Regions from separate parts of the Mus musculus genome. Here region 2 is linked to region 1. Evidence: chromatin contacts called from public promoter capture Hi-C data. All regions are on one chromosome and are shown on one strand. Each heading gives the region's core, a stretch centred on a gene start, on an enhancer-like site or on the middle of the called end of the contact. The rest is flanking DNA. Distances are from core to core; before and after follow the strand shown.

The links. Promoter capture Hi-C pulls out the DNA fragments that hold promoters and counts their contacts.
Region 2: a contact with region 1 is called in a promoter capture Hi-C map of hippocampal neurons, with 14 times the contacts expected there. The contact joins the promoter of Copb2 here to the enhancer-like site in region 1. A contact is called at or near these places in 8 of 39 promoter capture datasets (the SN4741 cell line, cranial neural crest, embryonic stem cells and 5 more) and 2 of 115 datasets of contacts at active chromatin or transcription factors (embryonic forebrain and extraembryonic endoderm stem cells).

Annotation. Positions count from the first base shown.
Region 1 is chr9:97,296,418-97,299,085 of GRCm38.p6, reverse strand. No RefSeq gene overlaps it. Among named protein-coding and RNA genes, the nearest start is that of Gm33357, 5.7 kb to the right of the region's middle. Within about 2 kb of position 1,350, at least 3 of the 459 cell types and tissues checked have an H3K27ac peak or open chromatin away from gene starts, as enhancers often do. A contact at or near this core is called in hippocampal neurons, where this site is marked.
Region 2 is chr9:98,562,418-98,565,085 of GRCm38.p6, reverse strand. Copb2 (coatomer protein complex, subunit beta 2 (beta prime)) reads right to left here and starts at 1,355. Exons shown (of 22, transcript NM_015827.2): 1 at 1,263-1,355. The coding sequence starts at 1,265. It overlaps 4930579K19Rik (RIKEN cDNA 4930579K19 gene), which reads left to right and starts at 1,475. Exons shown (of 1, transcript NR_029444.1): 1 at 1,475-2,626.

The sequences.
Region 1 (2,668 bases), core at 101-2,600:
GCAGAGATCACCTCAGGCAAGTTTCCCAGGATGCTGGCCTCTCACCATTTCCCAGGCAGCCCTCCTTCAGCCACATGGCAGGGCTCAGGAGCCCTCCCAGAATTAACTCTAAGTAGGTTCATCTCTGTATGACTGACCAAAAGGCCCACTGTGGACCCTGATCCCTTCAGAGAGAGGCCTGGGAAAGCTGTGTAGGTTTGTCCAGCCCCACAAAGCTTGACCAGTACTAACCTAATCCCAGAGTTTGACCACTACTAAGTTAGAAACTCGAGCAAGTTATTTAACCTTGTTTTTCCCCATATGGAAAATTCAAAAGGCACCTCCAAGGGTTTAGTTGGGGAAACTAAATGAAGAACATATATAAAATGCATAACACAGTGAACACTACACATCAGGCACTCGATAAATGTGCTGTTATTAATGCTATTTCTAGTAATAATAATACAGTCACACTGCTAGTTTATAGATTATGATCTAAAGTCATAATCTATAGCTTTCTGAGAGCAAGAGTAATGACCCACATGCTCTCCCTTTTTATGCTTTACTATTAAACATCTCCCAGCCCTTTGAATATGGAGCAAACATGTTTTACTATGCTCTCCAATATCCATAAATATCCATGAAGTGCTTGCTATGTGCAGGAAACAACCCAAGCTTAAGAAGTGTAGCGGAACCCCAGGGGAATCACTTCTCAGAGAGGAATCAAGAAGCAACAGGCAAGCAAAAGTGGACAGGCTAGGCCTGGTGCTACCTACTGTGAACCCAGAGATCCAGAGGCCAAGACTGGGGAGAGAGGAGTCATGAACTCACATCTAGGCTAGGTTACATAATGAAACCTCCAGCTTTCCAGAATGTGGAGACAGTAAAGGTCCCAAGGCAATGATGGGAACTGGTCCTTGAAAGATTGGTAGGACAAGGACATGTTGGGGATGATACAGAGGTTGGCAGGCAGGAACCTGGGGAAGAAAACATGGGGACTTAGGCTGGGGACCCTTCCTCCTTTTGCCCCCAGTTGCCTTTGTGGCAGCCACCAAGATGCTACACTGGGGCTAGAAAGCTCCCTGGACTCTGTAGTTCTGAAAATAGGCTCCCAAGATCTCTGTAGGAAGTTCAGCCTGCGAGCTTCCTTCCCTTCTGTAAGAAACGGTCCCTGCCAGCATGGGAGGCCCTTCTCAGTCCACAGAGGGAAAGAATGGTCTTGCAAGTTTGCTTTCTGGAACATTTTCATCATTCTCATTAGCTGCAGCTTGGTGTTAATCCCTGGTTCTGAGCTAAGAACTAGCCTCACAGACAGGTGGGTGGAGTTTGCGTTCAATTACCAGTTCCCGGCAATTCTGTCCTCTCAAAGGGCTCTGTGGACTTTCCTGGAACTATGGCGCCATCTCATGGCTCTTAAGTCTCTATTTGAAAGGTTCTCCTTCAAACACATTTCAAGAACTGGGCAGAGAACTCAGGGCTTGCTGGCCGGAAAGATTATAAGCCCTGGTGTCTGGATTCATCCAGCTTACACACACACATACACACACACACACACACACACACACACACATTTGGGGAGGAAAGGGGTTGCCCTTTCTGAACCCAGTGCTGGACTCAGGGTCTGCAGAACGGGATTGCAGGGTCTATTGTGGCAACTGGGACCCTCATCTAATGCTTCATGTCAGCACCTGTCACTGTCTTCACAAGATAAGCCAATCAACATTATAACATGGCCTGGGAAGGGGTTCATGACCCCACCCCAAATGAGGAGTGATGGACAGTTGATAAGTTCTGGGGGAGGGGGAAGGCAACTCAGTTTTCTCTAAAGGAAAGGCTCCTTGTAGATCCACCGTCATCCACACCCATAAGTATTGACACAGCACAAATTGAGCCGATGGTTTATTGTTGTTGTTTTGTTTTGTTTTTATGGCAGGAAGTCAGGAGGTAAGGAGATAGAGAAAGAACTAGAAGGAGTTACAGGCAGCAGTGGGGGTGAATCTGACCAAAATACACCATATGAAATTTCCAAAGAATTAATAAAATATTTTTAAGTGTCCCTCTCATGGTCAGCAAAGACCAGTCCTGGCCTTGCTCATTCGGTCAATGCAGACTTGCCATTGGACTCTACACGCAAGATGCACACACTTCAGCCGGAGATTAGAAATGTTTAGGGGCCTTACTTTGCACGACCAGCCACAAGATAAGAAAACGTATCCGCTGCATAGACCGTGTAGCCCTCTAAGAATAGCAGAGTCCTGCTCAAGTCGGGTAGAGGGAGGAAAGGAGTTGCAAAGGCAGCAGAAGCGGCAAGCGAGGGAGCAACAGTAGTTATTCCTGCAGGAGCGGGATTTTAAGAGGAAAAAGGGGGGGCGGCAGTCTGTGCTAGGGTGAGCTGGTAAGACCTGATTGGACCAGTTGGCCAAATAATGAATTTTGATTGTTGGACCTTCATGTTTAGTCTCAGAAATTAGCCAGTGGTCGAACAAGGCAGTGGACCTTGGGACCTAACTTTGGGAACGTAATCTAACAGTTTTTAACCAGGGGGAGAAGGATGAGGAGCAAAACTTGTTAGTGCCGTGTTTGCCATGCTCAGAACTACTAGAGCCCCTCACAGACCCTAGGCAGGGTGGGTGTTATGAAGCAATTTCCTCCAAGATACCTTGGGAGGAAGATAATTAAGACACAGGAA
Region 2 (2,668 bases), core at 106-2,605, 1.3 Mb before region 1:
TGGGAATACGGGAGGAACAGGTAGTATAGATGAGGTCCACAGTCTTGCTAGAAGCCTCAGCTGCAGCGCTCATGTCAGACACATGGTAGTAAGTTTAATTAACACCCAAGGTTTGACTTGTATAACAGGGATAATAATAATATCTCTCTTAGCATTCTGAGAATTAAAATCAGAGTTCAGTTAGAGCAGAGCACGGCTTATAGTAACCACCATAAACATTACTCATAATTATCCACAGGCTGCGGTGACAATCAGCTGGTAAATGTTTAGCAAAATGCAGGACAGTGAAATGCTCCTATGGTGAGTGAGCAAATAAATAAAGTCATGTTTTGTACTTTTTACTCGAGACTTAAAATACAGCCATCTTTTAGTATCTCTGCACATGGTTCCAGTATCCTCCACCAAATCAAAACGCTCACGTTCAGTTATTTAAGTGCTTATAATTTACCCATCACTCCTGGTCATCTCTAGATTAGTTAGAACACCGATACAGGGGTCAAAGTTGTAAAGAGTCGTTGTATACTATGACAGCACATGTTCACACAACAGTTTTCCTCAAATGTCTTCCACCGAAAGCTGGTTCAATGTGTGGGTATGGAACTCACAAACATTGAAGAAGGAAAGTCAATTTTTAATTGACTATTAAAAATATGTCTCAAAACTAAGTTAGGCAGATCTCAGGGCCTTCCCCAAAAAGGTCATCCTCTGTGTGCACAGAAGGCCCAATCAACATCAACTAGAAAACGACGAGCTGGGCTGCCATAGCATTTGAAATTTCACCTCTGGCTCCATATACATTTAACTTTGTTTAGTTCTGGTTTTCCTCTGCTTAAGTTTGCAATGTGGTGCCTGCACACTACCAAACACCTCACGCAACCTGGAAGGTGGGTTAGCAAGCACCACCCTCAATGACAGAATAAAGTGACTTGGTCAAAGTTGCCTTTGGCATCCGAGTCCTGACTCTAGCATTTACTTGCACTACCGGACCCGGTGCAGACTGCAAGGGCACTGACAGGCGCCCTGACCGCCCTGAGAGTCGGGGGCGCCGCTCCTTCGCGGGTACCCAGTTACACTACTGTGTCACCACGGCAGCCTCCCGGTCTGGCCTTCTTCCTCCCAGGACGCCAACGGGACAGGAGGACCCCGTCAGGCCGCAGCAGTAGCAGCGCAGACCGCTTCTAGCTACTGCTCCTAGCCAAGAAGCCCCGGGAACCCGCCGCAGCCGGTGGGCTCCACTCTCTGTCCCCTGAGGCCCGACTTACCATGGCTCCGACTGTCCGAGCGAGCCCCTGCCCGTCACAGGCTCAAGGCGACACACTCAGGAACCCACCGACCCGTGGACCGGCCAACCCACTGACGTGGAACTTCCGGGAAGCGACTCTCGCGGTACTCGGAGCCAGGCTCTGCGCCTGCGCACACCCTCCGTAAGGCGGTCCGTGCATGGTCCCGCCCCAGTTTCCTAGGTAACGCGGACTTCCGCGTCTCCCGCTGCTGAGCTGGCTGATGGAGTGTATTGCTGTGGCCAGAGTTGGGCGGTGACTAGCGGCGGTCTGGGCTGCTCACCTTCGGTCAGTTTCAGAAAGGCAAGAAGATGGAGCGCAGTGCTGGATTCCTGCTGAACGTCGGCAGCAGTGGAGGGGCCCGGAAGCGCTATCCGAACAGCGTGAGCCTCTGGCAGAGAAAAGAAAGCTCTAAAACTGTGTACTCCAGCGGGCTCCGGAACGGGGCCCAGAGCGGTGTCTGGGTCTTGGGTGAAACCGACCGAGGCGGAAAAGATGTGGGCGCGGCTCCCGCCTTTGAGGCTCCGAGGAGCCCTGAGATCTTGGTTCTGGAGGCTCCCGGAGGCAGTCGGGTGATTACCCTTCAAAGAGCATCCACCGGGTCGTTTGTTTGGCTATGTACCTTCAGTTGGTGGTACTGCCACATCACGTAGGAGTCGTCTCCGTTTTATTGATTGGAAATGTAAGACTCAAAGAACTCAGGTTTACTGGCCAAGATGGCATAGTAAGTAGTGTTGTTAAGATCTGGGCTCAGGGGAGAATACGCCCTGGAAGCCCAGTGCTCTATCTGCTATGCCAAAATAGCTCTTTAATAAATTAGTTGAATTTCAAAAAAATGATTGCCAGGAAAAGTGCAAATACATTGTGTATCGATTTCACACACCTTTTAAAAAGATAATGCTATGAAACAAATGGAAGTTGCCCTTAGCTCCTTATAAACCTCTAGTTGGAGAAAAGCCTAGGTTTCCAGAAAGGAATTGTATAGCCTGAGAGAAGTAAGGGTGAGTTTTCATTAGGTAGTGCCTGGCTCTTGGGAGATTTATAGGCCTCAGTTTTTCATATACAAAAAGTCAGATAGTTTTCAAAGATCCATTTTTACTATTCTGTCAGTAAAAACAAATTTTCTCTCAGTAATGAGATTTTTACATAATTGACATGAATAATCACATAATCGCATACTGTAGCGCAACCAATTGCAAGAATTAGTTGAAACTTTTTAAAATGTGAACTATATCTAGTGTGGAGAATAGCTGGGCTTCTATTATTTTTGATTCCTTAATTCTCTTTGCATTTTTAATTTGACACAGTATCAATAAATATAAAATAAAATAACATCTCCATTCCACAGAACCTGTTGATAATACTTAAATCTATATAACACCTGTAGT